Regions from separate parts of the Zea mays genome. Here region 2 is linked to region 1. Evidence: chromatin contacts called from public Hi-C data. All regions are on one chromosome and are shown on one strand. Each heading gives the region's core, a stretch centred on a gene start, on an enhancer-like site or on the middle of the called end of the contact. The rest is flanking DNA. Distances are from core to core; before and after follow the strand shown.

What was found. Hi-C and Micro-C count contacts between places; a contact is called where the count stands out from the background.
Region 2: a contact with region 1 is called in a Hi-C map of endosperm, with 3 times the contacts expected there. The contact joins the promoter of LOC103639191 here to the enhancer-like site in region 1. A contact is called at or near these places in 13 of 25 Hi-C or Micro-C datasets (bundle sheath, ear, endosperm and 4 more) and 1 of 3 datasets of contacts at active chromatin or transcription factors (leaf).

What each region holds. Positions count from the first base shown.
Region 1 is chr9:139,439,734-139,444,232 of Zm-B73-REFERENCE-NAM-5.0, forward strand. No RefSeq gene overlaps it. Among protein-coding and RNA genes, the nearest start is that of LOC103639189, 5.5 kb to the left of the region's middle. Within about 2 kb of position 2,183, at least 20 of the 20 cell types and tissues checked have an H3K27ac peak or open chromatin away from gene starts, as enhancers often do. A contact at or near this core is called in bundle sheath, ear, endosperm and 3 more, where this site is marked.
Region 2 is chr9:139,487,112-139,491,610 of Zm-B73-REFERENCE-NAM-5.0, forward strand. LOC103639191 (probable inactive receptor kinase) reads left to right here and starts at 2,001. Exons shown (of 3, transcript NM_001364724.1): 1 at 2,001-3,469. The coding sequence starts at 2,551. It overlaps LOC100304416 (a long non-coding RNA gene), which reads right to left. Exons shown (of 2, transcript NR_157290.1): 2 at 4,444-4,499.

The DNA of each region.
Region 1 (4,499 bases), core at 933-3,432:
TGTGTCCCTCATGAGTCATGACCTAGTCGTTGCTGCCTTCCTGTGTGGAATCAAGTGGAGATAAATAATGGACGTATATTAGTTAAGTTTCGAACCTGGATGGCAGCCGTACCGTACTGTGGCGGACGCAGACGACGGGGCCAGAGAGCGCTTAGCGTCGCCCGCACTGTAGCTGCAGCCAGGCCTGTCCCCGGCTCCGGGCGTGCCCGTGTGGCAGCTGGTCCATCGTCCGTGCATGGCCATGGCCATGGCCACGGCACGGCCGGTGGGGCAAGCATGTCTGCAGTGCCCGGCAGGCACGCAGCGCATGTGCCCATAAAGGCCACCCGCGCCCGCGCGCGCACATGTACCCGCCACCACGTTTAGGGCGCCGTTTTTATTTACCTGCCGTCGGCTTTTCGCCTGCGTGGGCGTGGCGTGGTGGTGCTGCCTGCGCAGGACCATGGCATGGGGTATTTAACGAATATACTAGTAGTAGGTACTAGTACACAACTGCTGGTATGGTATGGTACCACGCGCATACGTATACGCCTGTATGCCGTTGTTTCCTTCTTTTCTTCGCCCCACTATATAATGAAGATGAGGTGGCATGGCATTTACGAACAGGCGTACGGGCAGATCGTTGTGCTGCCGTGTCAGCGCAGGACACGGTTCCAGTGCTTCAGACACAGTGTATCAGGGGTCCTTCGATGCCCCCCCCCCTCCACTGCGATCGAATAAACGCTGCGTTATTACTTATTACGGGGGGGGGGGGGGGAATCAAAACTGCTAGTACTACTATTGCGGCCCAGAAACTGCAGTGGTGGTGGTCCCTCCTACTCCATGTGATGATGTAACACTCCCCAGTTGCACGCGGTCGATTTCGTGAGTTTTACAATCATGATGAACTCCGATCGTGGATAGTGAGTGTGCGATCGGCAGGTCCAGTGAAGACGTGGGGAGAGGGCCCTAGCACGATGAGGCAATCAGCCCGTCCGTCGCTCGCCGCCTCTCCTCCTAGAAGTAAGCGCGAGCTAAGATTAGCTGTCACCTGGCCCTCCCTGGGTTGCATCATATCATTGGGCTGGCCGTGTGCAAAAGCCGGATCCCGCCACCCCCAGATCTCCGCGCACAACACAGGCAGGCACGCCACCGAATACACACTACCCTACCAACACCGTGGCCGGCCTCGGCCTCGGCCTCGGACGGACGGACGGATCCATGAAAAGCTGCGGCCCCGCCCGCGACGGCGGGGACCGCGGCCGTGCGGGTGCGCACGAAGAAAGAAAAGCGCGCGCATGCGGACGCGGTCCCTGGACCGGCAGCCGGCAGGCAGCGGCAGACGATGGTGGTGGCCGCCCCCCCGCGACTGGCGCGCAGTTTGCTTCGGCGCCCGCGGGCGCCGCTCTTCATTCCATCTGCAGGGGCCGGGGGAAGGGAAGGTGGCGTGTGCGACCGGCGACCGGGCAGGAGCCCCCCCAGGATGAGCTTTTGCTGCTCCTTGGGTTGGGTCCGTCCTCTCCCGGACCGCACCGCAAGTCCGCACGCAGCTGGGCGGCGCGGCGCGGCGACCGAGTTAATTGAGCAATCACTCTCGCTCGTTGGCGCAGGTGGCCGAGGCGAACAGACACACCCCTGTTGTTTTAATGGGGGAGCGCTACTCTAATCACAACTCACTGTTGCTGTCGATGCTCTGCCTGCTGCATCTACAGCTGTAGATCGATTTTAGTACTAGTAGTAGTAGCAGCGGGGGGTGGGGTAGCTAGAAGAAAAGGCGCGGTAGGAGTGGGTGATGCGTATTGATTGCGGCGAAGATTACTTAATGATGATGGGGGAGGGCTGCAGTGAGTGCACTCGAGCTCACCACGCTCCCGTCCCGTGCGGTGCGACCGATGCCTAGCACTCCTACCAGCCTGTAGTAATAAACAAACAAACCGCTCCTGCTACAGGAACACTGGAACAGTATACGTACCTCGTTCGTTTCAAAGAAAAATAAGTAGGAGTAGTACTAGCAAGCTAGTATGTTTCTGCGTGACGCTCAGTGATTTGTCCTGACTCCTGACTCCTGATCGCGCGCGGCCATTAGCCTGTGCTAGCTGCCTCGCGCCATGATTGGTACCACCACTGACGAGCCGAGTCCTGAGTCCTGACCCGCCCTCTTCCCGGTCTACGGAGCTCACTGCTCCACGGCCTCGGATCCAGCCGCGGCACTGTACGTGCGCGTCGGCGTCGGTACAGCGCATGCAAATGCATGGGGGGAGGGGACAGGGCCGTAGACCATCGCGCTGGCCAGAAGCGAACAGTAGCGGCAGGAGAGGAGAGACACGCGCGTCCGGACGCACGAGAAGCGAACAAACAAGAGGTGGCCGGCCGCCTGGCTTTCCACGGCGTCGTCTTGTAGCCTCCGGAGGAAATCCGTCCGACCTGCTCTGCTGTCTGCTCGTTGCTCCTGTCGCCGAGCGATCCGTCCCGAAACCAAGAACAAAACGTCCGGTTCGCTTCGTGGTGCAGCAAGGAAGTTTTTGCTCTGTCCGATCCCGTGTGTGTGGGCGTGTTTACGTGAGAGCTAGCGTGACCACCACGTGTTTCGCTAGCTACCTCTAAAGAAATGAAGGGAGGGTCGTCTATAAAGCACAGCACGCTCAGCACGGAATAATAATTCTACCCCCCTACAGCCCTACTTGTCCCATTCGTCGACCTGTGTTGGTGCAGATGCGTCCAGAAAACCCAAACAGTGACGCCTGGTGTGCATAATACAGTGCGTGAGTTATCAGCAGTCAGAGAGGAGAGCAGAGGACACACCGGCGATCACGAGCCGGGCCGACGGGCATGCCACCGAGGACAGCGCAGGCAGGACTGGCCATACCACGTCTAGCCTAGCCTGTATGCTGTACTATGCTTCCCCTGTGCGCCGGCAGCCGTCGTGCCATCGTCGCCTGCCTCCCTCCTTCTCCCAGTCTCCCAGAGGCCACGGTCCTCCCCCAGCGCATGTTCGGTGGCAGCTGACGTCTGGGACTTGCAATGCAATGGGGAAAAGGGGAAGGGTTTTTTATGCGCACCTCCCTCGCCGTCTCGCCTCGAATCATGGCGGTATGAGTACTGGGCGTCACACGCTCTACAGTTCATCAGCAACATCGAATCATAGGACCCGGACCAGCAGCACTGGACTAACACTACTACAGTCCCGCTAGCTAACGTGGAAGAGGAGAGCGAATGCTTCTTTTTTAGTGGCAGTGGCTACACAAACTACTGTTATCTCGGATAAAGAGTACAAAAGGTACCTTTGCGAGTAAAGCCACGCGCGCACGCGCTGCTTCGGTTTTTTTTATTTTTATTTCGGTTCTCTGATGAGTGATGATCTCCCGAAAGGAATCCGCGAACCTTTTTCTGCACGTCCACGCTTTTTTGGTTGACAGTGCCGGGGAAGGGCCTCGAATCATGTGTAAGGGCTACTTTGGGAACCTCAAATCCCCTTCGGGATTGGAGGAGATTGAGGTGGAAATGAACTAATTTCCCTTCCAATCCCCTTTAATCCCGAAGGGGATTTGAGTTTCCAAACTAGCCCTAAAAGAAAGAAATGGGTCACTGGATCCTTTCCAGCTGCTACTTCGTCCTTGTGTACCGACACCTCACTCCCTCCCTCCTCCCTCCCTCCGGACCCTCCCTCTTCGGCTCCCCGTCCAGGCTTCACCCCTCCCAACGCACGTAGGATGGAAAAGACAGATGAATACTCCTTCCATTCTTTTTATTTATCAAACTTACGACAATTATTCCAAAACGAATATGATATTTATATGTTAAACCTTATAATACAGATATCCATATTCGTATTCTTCTACAACGTGGATATTAAGTTCTGTTTGGTTAGAGGTATAAAGAAGAATGAAAGGATTTAGCCACAATTTTTATAGTGTTTGGATGAGAGTCACGTGGAGGCGATGTAAACACCGAAGTAATTTTTGGTGGTGAAGTGATCCAAAAAAATCGAGTGGATGGTACCGAGCATGTCTCATACTACTTTGACCTCAAACCAAATGTTAGATTAAAGAATCAATTCATTCTACATGAGCTGGTACATCATGAGTCCATTCCACAAATTTAGTCGAATGAACTTGTTCATCATATTATTATTGATTATTAGCTTATGAGGAATGAAATGATGGTGAATCAACTCATTTTATTATATAAATAAAAAAAGCGAGAAGCGAGAAGATGATGGAATATCTTATTTCTCAAACCAAACATCCACTAACTATGTATATCTACACTTTGTCTTTTTTAGTATTTTTCTTACCCGAATTTAAATCCGTATATACTGATATTCGATGGTAACCTTACGTTCGGAGAAGGCATGCCCTTGATATTGGTAAAACACTGTACAAAATCTAGTAGCAGGAGGAAGAACTGTAATGGGTACCATCTAAGACTGTCTCCAGTGACCTGTGAAAAATAGGGGACCCGACTCACGAGTAGATGATACTGTTTGTATAGGGGGTTTGAAATAGGGGATATCCACAACC
Region 2 (4,499 bases), core at 751-3,250, 47 kb after region 1:
TCCGATTATATAGTAAAGATGTGACATTCGATCCTGTGCCATGATTCATCATATGTGTGAGACTTGGTCCCAGCACACCTGGTGATTATGTTCGCGCCCGGACTTTGGACCCCTAAAACCCGGGTGTGACAGAGGCGCTCCGCTATAATTCACCGGACTGTCCGGTGTCCCAAGGGAGAGCAACTCGGAACTCGCCAGCTTCGGGAATCCGCTCCGCTATAATTCACCGGACTGTCCGATGAGTCACCGGACTGTCCGGTGTGACAACGGAGCAACAACTACTTCGCGCGCAACGGTCGACTGCAACGCATTAAATGCGCGCCTGTGCGCGCAGAGGAGCAGAGCACGCGCGGGTGGCACACCGGACAGCCTACAGGGCCTGTCCGGTGCACCACCGGACAGCCAGGCGGGCCCACAAGTCAGAGCTCCAACGGTCGGAACCCAACGGCCTGGTGACGTGGCTGGCGCACCAGACAGTGTTCGGTGGTGCACCGGACTGTCCGGTGCGCCCGTCGACTTCAGCCTTCACCAACGGTCAAGTTTGGTGGTTGGGGCTATAAATACCCCAACCATCCCCACATTCAAGTCATCCAAGTTTTCCACCTTCCAACTACTTACAAGAGCTCTAGCATTCAATTTTAGACACAACCAAATAGATCAAATCCTCTCCCAACTCCACAAAGCTCTAGTGATTAGAGAGAGAGATTTGTTGTGTTCTTTTGAGCTATTGCGCTTGGATTGCTTCTTTCTCTCATTCTTTCTTGCGATCATCTCATTTGTAATTGAGGCAAGAGACACCAATTGTGTGGTGGTCCTTGCGGGAACTTTGTGTTCCGATTGATTGAGAAGAGAAGCTCACTCGGTCTAAGTGTCCGTTTGAGAGAGGGAAAAGGGTTGAAAGAGACCCGGTCTTTGTGACCACCTCAACGGGGAGTAGGTTTGCAAGAACCGAACCTCGGTAAAACAAATCCTCGTGTCTCACTCTTTATTCGCTTGCGATTTGTTTTCACGCCCTCTCTCGGACTCGTTTATACTTCTAACGCTAACCCGACTTGTAGTTGTGATTAAGTTTGTAAATTTCAGATTCGCCCTATTCACCCCCCTCTAGGCGACTTTCAGTTTCCTCTTTTCTGCCATCATGCCGAAGCTTCCTTGCGCACAGCTTCGGCTCTGTTCCATCCTTCGTTCTCTTTGCGTTTCTTCATACAACAATTTTGACTTGTCCGGAGGGTTCGTGTCCGAAGGTACCTGCTCATGTATTATATTCCAGAAACATTGTTAAATCACGTTTTTGAGGACCTTCGGAAGCCGAAGGCCCCCAACACAACATTTGACTCAAGTGGCCAAGGAGTTTTTTTCCCAGGAGCATGATTGGCGGTCTAGTCTTCGGAGTGATAGCCACTAGTGTGTGTTTTTAGATTTCGTTGGGCTGTGTGCTCTTATGGGCACAGGCCGAAAGTGACTTTCAAGGGCTCGTATCATCTCGATGTACTGTTCTTGAATGAATAAAAATCCTTCCCTTTCAAAAAAAGAAAAAAAAAGAAATAGGGGATGTGATCGTGGATCCTATGGAGATAGCCTAATAGCACATATATAGGTAAATTTCGATATTAATTTAAATTTAAAATTATTAATGATACATGAAGATTAGATGAATATTATTACTTTTAGTTAGTTTACATATAATATATTTATTGTTGTAAATAACGTTAGTACTTTATTTATTTAACAATATATGCTTTATAAATTGACTTAATATCTGAATTAAATCCAAAATATTCGTTTTGTACTAATATTTAAAAACATGTATATTCACTTTCTTATTTATATTCGAATTAAAAATATAATAAACAAATGACATCTGGATTCGGTTTGATGTGAATGAGTGAATCCGTTCCGTTTCCCGTTTCCCATGCTAGGCCGCTACTTGCTGGCTCGCACAGTCGCACTGGTGCGGTATAGTCCGACTACACCCATCCATCACGGCCTCAGCCCTCAACCACTCGGCCACTCCCTCCAGTCTCCACACACACGCGCGCCATTGCCGCTGCTGCTCATCGTACTCCCAAATGGAGCAGCCTGCATTCCCCTCTTGCTCCGTGGAGCGCATTCGCTCCAGCACAGGGAAGCTGTGACGCATCGCCGCCGCCAAATCCTCCACCCGACGGCTAACGCTTTTCTCTCGGGTCTAGTCGGGGTGGAGATCCGTCAAGGCCATCTCGTCGCGTTGTTGGTCAGTAATCCTAGCTCGCTTGGACGAAGCAACCAGCACTATGGTTCTTGGATGACAAAATTGGAGCAGGCCACTGCTCACACTGCGGCGGTGTCCATTTCTTCGTGTCTCGGTTCTTGGCCCCGTCCTTCCTGATTTCTCTGCTTTTCATACTGAAAAAATCCTCAAACCTTTCATCCTTAATCCCCTTTCTCGGTTCCAAGGGAGCTTAAACCCTACCCTACTGCCTTTTTCATCTTAAGCTCCGTATCTCGAAAAATCCATCCCATTTGCATGAGCATTGCTTCAATTGCCTGGCTGCACAGCAGGATCTTGCGATGCGGCTCATCTTGTTGTGGCTCTCGATCTGGGCCGTGTGCTCCGCTGCCTCGGCGGGGGCTGGTTCAGACATGGAGGCACTGCTGGAGTTCTCCCGAGGCATCCGGCAAGACCCGTCCCGCCGCCAGGCCATTCCCTGGAACCCCACCAGCGCGCTGGACTCCGACGACTGCCCCGTTGATTGGCACGGCGTGCAGTGCATCGGCGGGCAGATTCTTTCCATTGCGTTCGACGGCATTGGTCTCGTTGGAAATGCTAGCTTGTCGGTGCTAGCGAGGATGCCGGTGCTCCGGAACTTGTCCCTGTCAGACAACAAGCTAGAAGGGTTCTTGCCGGGTGAGCTGGGGTCGATGGCGTCGTTGCAGTTGCTGGATCTGTCCAACAACAGGTTCTCCGGTTCAATTCCGTCTGAGTTGACTAAGCTGGCAGGTTTGGGCTATCTCAATCTCTCTTCCAATGGTTTTCGTGGCGCATTGCCGTTGGGTTTCCGGAACTTGAGGAAATTGAAGTACTTGGACCTTCATGACAATGGCTTCACTGGCAAATTGGACGACGTATTCGCGCAGCTGCAGAGCCCAGTCCATGTTGATTTAAGCTGCAACCAGTTCTCGGGGTCCTTGGCATCGATCTCTGACAACTCATCTGTGGTTAGCACGCTTCAGTACTTGAATGTTAGCCACAATGTGCTGTCAGGGACATTGTTTGACAGTGTTCCGATGCCTTTGTTCGACAGCCTTGAGATTTTTGATGCGAGTTTTAATATGCTCAGTGGCAACATCCCGCAGTTTAATTTTGTCATCTCCCTCAAGGTGCTGCGCCTGCAGAACAATAATTTTTCTGGCTCCATCCCAGAAGCATTCTTTAGGGAGACGTCTATGGTGCTGACTGAACTTGACCTTAGTTGCAACCAACTTACAGGTCAGAAAATTTTCCTACTCAGCCTCATGCTTATCTTAAACATTGCATTCAGCTCGCTCTTACGCATGTTTCTTTGCCCATAACATTTTCCTAATGCTTAAACTAGCATATTATAATGAGATACATGTAAAAGATTGGGCAGGCCAGTGCCGGAGGCTCCCGCATGGGTCTCGAAAAGGGATAAACCGAGGCAAGTTTTTCTCTGTAAATACGGAGAGGCTGCTTCGAATCCGCGATCTAGTGATATATTGAGACATCTCTCATCATTGCACGAGGCTTGCTCTCACCACGTGTAAAAGATTGACGTTATTAAATCATTGACCTGGCACCATCTTCTTTTTCACATTTGTGGTATACCTTTCTCTTTTTTTAGTAAACAATACATGCAATTTTAAAGCATACAAGAAATGTGGATTACCTATTATGCATGAAGCAAAATTGCTAATTTCCTTCTTCTGAAGTCACCGCAAAAGTTTCTACCTCTAATTTACCAGCTACTGGTATACTAATTGCGATTATATCCGAAGATACATTTTCTGTTACTGATTGTTCAATTTTGAGTCATCCAATGTGCACAGCTAAAGCTATGTTTCTGAGCTAGTTGTCATATTTTATACTACTATTACTTAGATCAATGACAGTGAAAAAATACAGGCCTAGTGCCGGAGGCTCCCATGTGAGTGGGGTCCGGCAAAGAGATAAACCGAGGCAAAGGCTTCCCTCCGCAGGTACAGAGAGGTTGCTTTGAACTGTGATGTGGTGACTCACCGAGATAGCTCTCACCGCTGTAACAGGCCTGCCCTTCTAAGAATATATTTGCTGATCAAGTTTAGTCATTCCCAGCTATAGCATAATAAATGAATTAGGAAAATGGCAATAGGAAATTTAGGTTCTCGACAAAAATTCCCCTGTGTGGTACCTTGTTGATTGCATTTTTTGGAGATGTTGATTGGAAGTTTCAATAAGACAGTTTGCAAGATCCGTAAACTTTTTTCATTTGAATGAGAATTAATTTAGATCAGTAAAACAT